2 separate regions of the Xenopus laevis genome follow, and region 2 is linked to region 1. The links are chromatin contacts, called in public Hi-C maps. All regions are on one chromosome and are shown on one strand. The core of a region is the stretch at or near the end of the contact, and the rest is flanking DNA. Distances in the headings are between cores, read along the strand shown.

Evidence for each region. Hi-C and Micro-C count contacts between places; a contact is called where the count stands out from the background.
Region 2: a contact with region 1 is called in a Hi-C map of the XTC cell line, with 3 times the contacts expected there. The contact joins the promoter of osr2.L here to the enhancer-like site in region 1. A contact is called at or near these places in 2 of 4 Hi-C or Micro-C datasets (the XL177 cell line and the XTC cell line).

What each region holds. Positions count from the first base shown.
Region 1 is chr6L:138,489,103-138,494,629 of Xenopus_laevis_v10.1, forward strand. It overlaps vps13b.L (vacuolar protein sorting-associated protein 13B), which reads right to left. Exons shown (of 62, transcript XM_018268145.1): 58 at 4,439-4,609. Among protein-coding and RNA genes, the nearest start is that of LOC108719345, 20 kb to the left of the region's middle. Within about 2 kb of position 2,814, at least 1 of the 7 cell types and tissues checked has an H3K27ac peak or open chromatin away from gene starts, as enhancers often do.
Region 2 is chr6L:139,126,364-139,131,890 of Xenopus_laevis_v10.1, forward strand. osr2.L (odd-skipped related transciption factor 2 L homeolog) reads right to left here and starts at 3,971. Exons shown (of 4, transcript NM_001096884.1): 1 at 3,681-3,971.

The sequences.
Region 1 (5,527 bases), core at 1,564-4,063:
TGGGAACCGTCTTGCAGTGGTGGAATTAGCATTTTTCATCCTTCTGTAAGCCCCGGGGCCTGAATTAGAGAAGAGTAACCGCTTCCAGCCAATATGTGATCTTTTTCTAATTTTATTTTGGCTTTGCACTCTCGCCTTGTTTAAATACTAATACAGCTTGTGAAATCCGATCGCCTTGCGTTGGGTTCTGAAACACTTCATTGCTTTGTGGGGAATAAGAGAACCGTACGTTCATCCCGGGACCTCGGCCGTTCCATCTTGTTTTTATGATGTTGCTTTTTCATGTCTTCTACAGTTTCCCCCTTTAGATATCTGGGCTGGGGAGATTTAGAGGGGCTTTTGTACGGGGAGGTGACATTCAAAAAGCTGTCAGTGCCGCTCTCCTGCCTACTATCTCCAATAACAAGAACATAGTTCTCCTGGTGCATAATGCACACAGGCATCATTGGGGAATCTGCAGCTTTTATTTGTTTTGGAGTAAGTGCTTTGAAATATGCGGGACGCCATAAAGATGGCTGAAGCGGAGATTGTTCCCATGACCTCTTCTCTCTCGTCACTCAACGCGGCACCACTCAGATGGCTTTGCAGTCTCGGTCGGGGGGTTATTGTTCTGCATGCGCCTCCATACCGGAGCATTAATGAAAAAGATCTTGGAAATGAATCTACAGAAATGAACTGTATGAAACTGTATCCCTAGTAATGTAAGGGAGCACATACATTAAAGGGAAGTAAATCCCAGAAAAACAAATACAGGTACGGGATCTGTTATCTGGAAACCCTTTATCCAGAAAGCTCCAAATTACAGGAAGGTCGTCTCCCCATAGACTCCATAGTAATCAAATAATTCATATTTTTTACAATTATTTCCTTGTTCCCTGTAATAAGAAGTCAGTACCCTGTACATGAGCCAAACTAAGATATAATGAATACTTATTGGACACAAAATGAAAAAAAAATTGGCTTTAATTGACTTCTACAAGCTCAGACCCCACATATAAGCTTAGCCCCTCTTCCACTGGGGACCTTGTGGCTCCAATTGAATGAGCAAATGTACCAGAGATGAAGAAACTCTATGTATCTGCTCAGAGCCTTCTCCCTGGCAATGGAATGTCTATGGTGGCTCTTATGTTCCAAGTCTTACATTAACATTATACATACAGCTTGTCAGACTATGCACTTAAAGGAGAACTAAACCCTATAAATGAATATAGCTAAAAAGGTCATATTTTATATAATGAACTTATTGCACCAGCCTAAAGTTTCAGCTTGTCAATAGCAGCAATGATCCAGGACTTCAGACTTGTCACAGGGGGTCACCATCTTGGAAAGTGTCTGTGACAATCACATGCTCAGTGGGCTCTGAGCAGCTGTTGAGAAGCTAAGCTTAGGGGTCGCCACTAATTATCCAGCAGAAAATGAGGTTTGTCTGTAATATAAGCTGATGCTACAGGGCTGATTATTAAATTCTGATGCTAATTGCACTGGTTTCTGTGCTGCCATGTAGTAATTATCTGTATTAATTACTAATCAGCCTTTTATTGTGACATTTCTATTCTATGTGTACTGTATATTGTGAGTGGGTCCCTAAGCTCAGTAAGTGACAGCAGCACAGAGCTTGTGCAGTGAATCAGCAGAAAAGAAGATGGGGAGCTACTGGGGCATCTTTGGAGACACAGATCTTTACTGCTAAAGGACTGTGTTGCCTTGGGATGGTACAGAAGCCCCATAACAACATAATGTACAGCATTTCTAGCTACTTCTTTAGTTAAGTTGTAGTTCTTCTTTAAAACACAAGGTCCCTTAGGTCAGTTTTATCAGGATCTAATCAAGCAGCCTTGAAACAGGAGAACCTGGAGAAACCCGTGCAGACATGGGGATAACATACAAACTCCCAGCAGATACTGCTCTGAATGGAATCAGGCCTAGTAGCCTAATGCTGGGGGCAACAGCCCAAAACATAATGTACAACATTTCTAGCTACTTCTTTAGTTAGGCTTTAGTTTTTCTTTAAACCTCTCTGTTTCTGTCACAGATAGGACCACCTAATTATGTGCTAGTAAAAATGTCAGTGCACTGATGGGGGACACCAGTCCATAGTCTATCTTCAGCTTGCCACTCTCTAGCTGTGTTTGGACTGTACCATGTCCTGGGATATGTAGTTTATAACATTGAAATAATTCATTGAGCCTACCCACATGTATTGAGACAGCCTGAGTACAAGGTAGAAACAATCTTGTTGTAAGATCCCAGAAACTAAAATCCATAAAATTGACCTTATTAACCAATAAACATTCCCTCTGACTGAGCCTCATCCATTTCCATGAGAGCGAGGGAGTGCATGCTGGGATTTAAAGGGTAAAGCAAAGTTTCTCTATGTTCCTGCATAACAAAGTGCTCCTTTCCTGGCAGCCGGTGGGTACAAATAACTGGGTACTGGGCACACGTAGCCTCAGACTGTCAGTGAAAGACATGGGCCATGTAAATGTTTATGCCACGGTTCCCTGCAGAACAAACCAAAGAGAACTGATTAGCCGTCCCCTAGTACAGATAGGAGGGCTGCAGGGAAGCTTGTTTGTGTTTGAAAACCACTTGAGCGGAGAGCAAATGTCATGTAAACTCAGCCGAGGATCCTCATTTGGTAATGAGCTCCAGGGCAAAGTGACTCAGACTTGTGTGGTTAGAGCAGCTGCAGCTTTTAGTGGTGGACAAACATCCGAGCGCTTCTATGAAAATACCACAAAGGGGTCAGGGACCGACTTACCTAGAACAACCTGCACGGGGCCCGGCTGATGCTGAGCAGTGTTCTTTCCACCTTGGCGAGGCTCCAACACACAGTTAAATTAAAGACCTTTTAGCTAACACAGTAACTTGCACTGTTTAAGGCACTGCTCCTTCTGTAACCCTTTCTTAGTGACCCACATTGAGCCTGGAGAGTTGGCTTAGTATCAGATCAACAGCTAAACAGCAAGGGGATCCATTATGAGTCCCATAAAAGATTCACTGGTTTAGGGGCTGTTGGCCCCAACAGTAAGAAATTAGGCTTCCTATTTATTTCAGTATTATCTGTTTTTTATGTGGCATTGACATATTCTGCAGCTGGAACTTAAAGGAGAACTAAACCCTAAAAATGAATATGGCCAAAAATGCCATATTTTATACACTGAATTTTTTGAATCAGTGTAAAGTTTCAGCTTGTCAATAGCAGCAATGATCCAGGTCTTCAACCTTATCACAGGGGGTCACCATCTTGGAAAGTCTCTGTGACACTCACATGCTCAGTGGGCTCTGAGCAGCTGTTGAGAAGCTAAGCTTAGGGGTCGTCGCAAATTATCAAGCAGAAAATGAGGTTGGCCTCTAATAAAAGCTGATACTACAGGGCTGATTATTAAATTCTGATGCTAATTGCACTGGTTTCTGTGCTGCCATGTAGCAATTATCTGTATTAATTACTAATCAGCCTTATATTGTGACATTTCTATTCTATGTGTACTGTATATTGTGAGTGGGTCCCTAAGCTCAGTAAGTGACAACAGCACAGAGCATGTGCAGTGAATCAGCAGAAAAGAACATGGGGAGCTACTGGGGCATCTTTGGGGACACATATCTTTACTGCTAAAGGGCTCTGGTTGCCTTGGGCTGGTACAGAAGCCCAAAACATAATGTACAACATTTCTATTAGTTACGTTTTAGTTCTCATTTAAAACATAATGTTCTTTAGGTCAGTTTTATCAGGATCTAATCAAGCAGCCTCTAAGTTTTGGGTGGAAACAGGAAAACCTGGAGAAACCCGCGCAGACATGGGGAGAACATACAAACTCCTTGCAGATACTGCTCTGAATGCCTAATGCTGGGGGCAACAGTCCTAACCCTTGTACCACTGTGCTGTTCTATACGAGTTGCCCAGTATACTGTGGTGTATGCTGGATTTTCATTTGGAGGGGTTGAACTTGATGGATTTGTTAACTATGTAACTATGTAACTATGCATAGAGCCTGCTTGTAGGTCCGTATTGAAGGACACAATCCCCTTACTGTTCCTTGATTGGGGTTTCCTTTCCAGATTACCAGGATCATAAATATATTAAACCTGCATTCAGCCTGGCCCCAGAAGGGAACTACATTCTGGGACAAGTCCTGCTCATGTACACCCTGCTAACGGCAAAGGTTTGAAACCAGCACTTGTCTGAGGCCCATTGCTGAACCTTTCATTCTCCCTATCAACCTACCCAGCTTGATAAAGGGCCGTGATTAGGCCTGAAACGTTCCGAATCAGAAGCCATATGTTCAAATAAAGGCTTTTTAATGTAAATCTCCGCGTGAGTGGTGCTGTGTCATACACTGGATTCCTTTTAGTCTCCCAGCAATGATATCTGCTGGGGTTTGGCAAAATCTAAAGCTTTAGTGCCAAAAAGGAGTTTCCTTTAAACAAGTGAAATTACCGAGGAGGCTGAGGCCCAGACGGGACAGTCCCTGTTTCAGACCTTCCCCCAGGTTGTCAGGCAGTTGCCTCCTCCACTCTTCCTGACGGTTGTAATGTTCCTCGTCTAGAGACAGTCTGTCCATGTTCCTCGCCAGGCTGGTGGCCAGGTTAGTTAGGGATGTTAGTGTTCCTGCAGAGGAATGGAGAAATGTTAATGTGCCTGCAAATAACTGGGAACAAAATGGCCTAAATTGTAGTATTAATAAAATATAACACAATCTAAAGCTGGCCCACTAGGCCCCAGAACAAACCTTCTGCCAAGGTCTCCATTATCTCCTTGCTCAGGTCCTAGTCAATGCCATGTAGACAACAAGAGTTTAAATAAGGGGATACTGTAGTCTAACAGGCGGCATATCAACCAATCAGCTGATAGCCTTTCCTGCTCTGCAGTTTGAAGGCAAATATCTCATTGGTTGTTAGGACTGGGGCAAACTTTCTATTTGCTAACTGCTTGGCACATGGCCTGGTGAAAGGGGTGGTTCACCTTTAAGTTATCTTTTAGTATATTATAGAATGGCTAATTCTAAGCAACTTTTCAATTGGATTTCATTTCTTCTTTTTTATAGTTTCTGAATTATTTGTCGCCTTGTTCTGACTGTTTCTGGCTTTCAAATGGGAGTCACTGACCCAATCTAAAAAACAAATGCTCTTTAATGCTACACATGTATAGTTATTGTTACTTTTTATTACTCATGTTTCTATTCAGGGCCTCTCCTATTCATGTTCTAGTCGCTTATTCCAATCAGTGCATGGTTTCTAGGGTACTTTGGGCCATAGCAACCAGTCAGCTGAAATTGCAGGAGAGCTGCTGAATAAAAAGCTAAATAACTCAAAAACCCTAAATAATACCAATTGCAAATTGTCTCAGAATATCTCTCTCTACATCATAATAAAAGTATTTTAGTAGTTTTAAGGCCCTGGAACCTAGACTATCCCAGAGCCCCCCTGCTTAATTGGGGGTTATGGCCTTGGACCCTGGGGGTTTAGGCATTAATATTGGCTGCAGCACTATTACACCTTTGCAGTCTCAGACATGGCAAGGGAAGTG
Region 2 (5,527 bases), core at 2,721-5,220, 640 kb after region 1:
AACAAGTCATTCATCAGCGACAGGATAGAAAAGCAACACTTTCCCGGCACTGCAGCAGGTTCTAAACAAATCCACTTTAGACCCAGATCCATTCCAGATGGTCAAATACTAGAAAAACCCACCCAGAAGGGCCCCTCGCTGATCTGCACATCGGGCAAACTGCTGCCATCCCTGGGGCGCTGACCCCGCCGCTAACTGAGCTGATTGCCCTAATGGATTTCCCGCAGACGCTTCTGTAACAGTGTGAGTTTCCCGCAATGATACAATGTAGCCGCCCCAGTGATACAAATAATTGTACAATGTTCTTATCTCACTGCGACACCATTTATCTACCCCAGTGATATAATATGCCCCTGCCAATGATACAATTCTCCTAGGCCAGTGATACAGTCTATCGACCCATCGCATACATGTGCCTAAAATAAATCTTCCCCCGGTAATATAATATATTTGCCCCTGTGATACTTCAACGTAACTCCCTCCCAATGACCCGAATTTACAGGAGTTCACAGCCTCCAAAACACAGAACTCCACGTTAACACTAGAAAATCCATGTAAAAGAGCTTGCACTTTAATCGCAATTAAATTGCAGCCCTGTCGCAGGTATTTATTACATCTCTAACCTTAACATGGGCACATAGGCTCGGCCATTGAGTTGTTTCACTGCTGTTTAGTCAATGGAGGAGACGGAACCCCAGGGGTTCTCATTATTATTCTATAAACCACATTCACTCTCCTATGTGACAGTTGTGAATTGAGGCCAGTGGATATTGGCATTTATAGTTCGCTGGCCCTGGGCACATTGGGTTTGGCAGCTGTAAAGACTGGTATAAATAAGTCGGTGAACACAGCAAGGAGATGCCCTTTGATTTACATTGATTTATGTCCTTATAATGTTTTTGTACTGGGTTCTGTATGGTGTCAGGGTGATTTTATACCCGAGGGTGGGGGTACGGGCACGAATTCTCCATATATAGATACAGAATATACACACTTGCACAATGTATAGGCTTCACACCACAACACACACACTAAACCCATTTATACACTACTGCACCACAACACATGCAATATAAGGCTGGACTACACTATTCAAATATATACTGAGTGCACTAACACCCCACAGCGCTCTAACACAATACACAGGCTGTACATCACACATATACAACACTAGTCTGGCATAATATCCAGCCTTTATATCTCATTCCAATATACTCACTTGCACAACACACAATACTAGCAATGTATACACAAAAAAAAAAACAATAGACAGGTTGTGTGTATATCAGTAGCACAATAACCTGTACACAACTACTACCCCCCAATACACATACACCACTAGGACTGTGTATCACTACTATAACACTAAGCCCTGACAACACAAAACTAACAGATTTTAACAGAACTTTTACCTTTATTCGTCTTATTTATGTAGGAATCAGTAATGGAAGAATAAAGTTAAAGTTTTGCCTACATTAATATATTAAAATATCAAAATAATGCTGCTAAAATCCCACGATTTCGAATTGCATTAGAGTCCAACTATCGCCAACAATTCTGTAATTATTATATTGCTAATTAATTATATTGTTATTTTTTTTTTTTTTTGTAGGTGTATTTGTTCTTTGTTTTATAATGTTGTTGTGTATTCCGATCGGGCAGATAGGAGAGATTTATAGCAAATTAAAAATATTTACAAATATCTCATCCCCAATAAATACAATATTAATTGGATACCCTGGCACTATAATTAAATAGTGGATGAAATATTAGGATTTTGGATTAAATATTGGATCAACAATTAAAAGTATTTCTCCGAAATCAGATACAATTAAAATATTTAGTCGGCTAATGTTATTGTACTAGTTTAATACACATAATAAATAATAATAAATAAGCACAGACAATTACTAAATCAATTATAGAAACTTAGTAAATCCATTTGCCTTTCTTTTATTTTAATAATTACCTGTGGCATAATTACTACCCTATCAGACCAAGGCAAAGCTTTTCCTTATTCTTATTTTAACATAATTTGCAAGAAATTCTTAATTTCTGCCCCTGTCCTTAGAAATGATTTCTAATGGTTTGTGATAGAGAAACAAGTAGAAAATGAAGATAATTAGGTTTGTTAGAACAGACAGGTGACTGGTGAAGGTGTGATGGGGCTGACAGTTGCGTCTGGCACCCAAACTGGCAAATGTATAAAAGTCTCCTTTGTATAAATATATGGCTGTGCAGAAGATGTTGTTTGCACTGTACAGGATCCCTAGATGAACAGCAGTCCCAAGTTAATTAAATTAAATTATCTTTATCGATATGTCTGCACAGTCCCATTCACTCTTGTATTTGCCACTACTCGCTCCTACTATAGACTGCTGCATTCAGACAATGAGTATTCAGTACAGACTGAGATCTAATCCATATTGTGCAGGAAAAACTTGTTATGGGATATTAGCACTTGTGCCCCCTCCGCTGAGAGCCGACCCTAAAGCACAGGCAGATGAGCGAGGAAATAATGAAGAAGTCGCGGCTACTCTCGTCTAGTTGCGTCGCATGCAGCGACAAGCACATCCCCTGCAACTAAATACTTGTCTGAAGAGAGATGGAATATCATCAGCCCACTGAGGCCGGGGTGGGAAAGGATTTCGGAATCGTTTCCTATTAAGAATCTGGGGTCCAGCAAAGCTCCTGTTATGTAAAGCGAAACCCGCACATGTAACAAAACAGAATTCCGACTGTGCGTCTCTTATATATTCAGCAGATTTACTCACTATATCAGGATTATTGTTACACCCTATGCCCTGTTCTTGATCACACGTGTGTATTCACTAACTCACACCCGCACGCAAACTTACCGGCACTTTTACCGCACACTCGTATATACTCGCCTAAACATGAACACACACTAATACACACACATGCACACACAGTAATACACACACTAACACACGCAGTAATACACACAGTAATACACATACTAACACACGCAGTAATACACACACTAACACACACACACTAACACGCACACTAATACACACACACTAACACACACACATGCACACACAGTAATACACACAACACTAATACACACACAGTAATACAAACACTAACACACAGACAGTAATCCACATAACACTAATACACACACAGTAATACACACACAGACAGTAATATACACACATGCACACACACTAATACACACACACACTAACACACAGTAATACATACAGTAATACACACACATGCACACACACACACTAATACATAAATTAATACACACACGAAGACACACACACATGCACACAGTAATATACACACTAATACACACTAATACACACACGAGACACACTAATACACACATGCACACCATGAAACACCAAAAGCACACACACCTATACTCTTCAGTAAATACCAGTTTGCTCTAACACACACACACTCACACACACAGGAACACACACTCCCTCTTACACACTCATACACAAGTTCAGATTCCACAGGTCACTCTGTGACACACAGGTACATTGCACATAACAAATACACACGCTGTTGTGCACTATAGACACACACTAATATACACATACACTAATACACACTAATACACACAGACAGACAGACAGTGAAAGTAAAGTCGCAGTAGAAGAGTTGCGATTATGAAGGAAGGATCTGGGGGAACCTACCACAGGGGTTTGATGACAGGAGACGTGTTTAATCCAAAATGTCCACAACTGACCCCCAATTTCTGTTCCTTTTCATTAGATCCAAGCAATGGGCCCACCATGGAGACTCAGCACAGCTTCCCTTGTCTTGGCCGGCCGGTACGATTCATGCTGTAGGGGTGAGTACTGGCTTCAGCTTTACTGGGTGTCAGTCCTGGGCGCTGCAGGGTTACAGCTCTGTCCCTTTGCCTCTCACTTTCCCTCTCTCTCTCCTGCTTCTTCCCTTACAAAGTTTAGTGCAACTCTGAGAGCAGCCTCTGAGATCCATCACATTTCAGCTCTCTGAGCCTTGCACTTTTAGCCACGCCTTCCACTGTGACGGCCCCTCCCACCGGTGGGAAGGTTTTTACAGTTGCAGCAGTCTATCCCCTCCCTCTGACTCGCCATAGCCACTCCCCTTTATCCTCTGCTCCCTCTTCTCTGCGCTGAATGTTTACTTGTGTTTGGCTAGCAACTGCATTTAAAGGGGAAATACTCCTTTCCACCCCGCTCTACCTAAAGTGCCCTTTTTCTTTCCAAAATCCACCTCCATAGTGTTTCTATTAATAAAAGCTCTGCACCAGGAATATTTCCTGGGCGAGGCTCTTTATAAATAAACGTAAAATATACTTCATTAAACCCTGGGAGGAGGGAAGACCTGGAGGAGATGGTTGTTTTATGAAACTGCAGTTTTTATTTCATAAACTTCATTTTTTTCCATAGATATGTAACAAGCCAAACAACTCTGCCTCTTTAATGAATGAGACTAATTATAGATTCATTGTTGCACTTTTTATTGTGTCTCCCAATATAAGCGATTAATTGCTGCACTTTCCCCTATGGATTATTTCTCACATATTATTTATAAGGAGGGGGCAGGGATTATTTAGAGACTACACTCCTGTATAATCCATCAATAATCAGCCTCTAACTGTCACAAATGAGTCGAAAAAGAGATACAACGGGTTAATGTCTTTCCCCAGATAATGCAATGAAATATCTCCTATTTTAACCACTGTAACCGCATCAAACTAAAAACATTTGTTTCCCCAGGATTAGTCAGCTTGTTTTTTTTATATCTATCTATGTCTTTAGCAGGTCAATTAATATATATATAGTCATCTATCTATTTATATATAAGTGTCAGAAAATTGTTTGTTCGCCTTTGTAAAAATAAGTAGGAAATTATAATTTACATGTAACTCATTTGTTCTTATTCACCAACACACGAAACAGCAAAACGCGGTCGCAAAATAAAAAACAGCCACGAAAACGCTTCACAGGCGAATATTTCGTATTTGTAAATAAGATATTTTTTTTTTTACAGCCTCGTAAATATATTCATAATTATGGGCTCGTGGATTGATCAAGGCTTTAGGAATGGAGGTTTCATAGGTCATATTTGTAAATGGAAAACCCACGAGCATTTGTCAAAAAAAAAAAAACTAACTAAAGATGTTAAAAAAAACCTCTGACACTTTTATCATGAAAAAAAGGTATTTTTTTCTATTTTAATCTCGCGAATTTTAATTATTCGCGTATTAATTTTAATAGTTTGAGTTCGTTTACCAGTAAAAGCTGCGGCGATGTCATTGGGTGTATTTGTGTAACTGTTATGTACAGAGACTACACAAAAAATACTAATTGGCTTTATTACAGACTGTGATTGAAGTAGGACACGCCTCTGATTTATACATGAGCTGCGAATCGGTGCGATTTAGATGGGCTGACAAATCCAAGTTAGATATTGAGTTGCTGCAGATCTACACCCAGAAATTCACTGATATTTGGGATTGATGACGATCCCAAGGCACCCGCTGTACAACAAT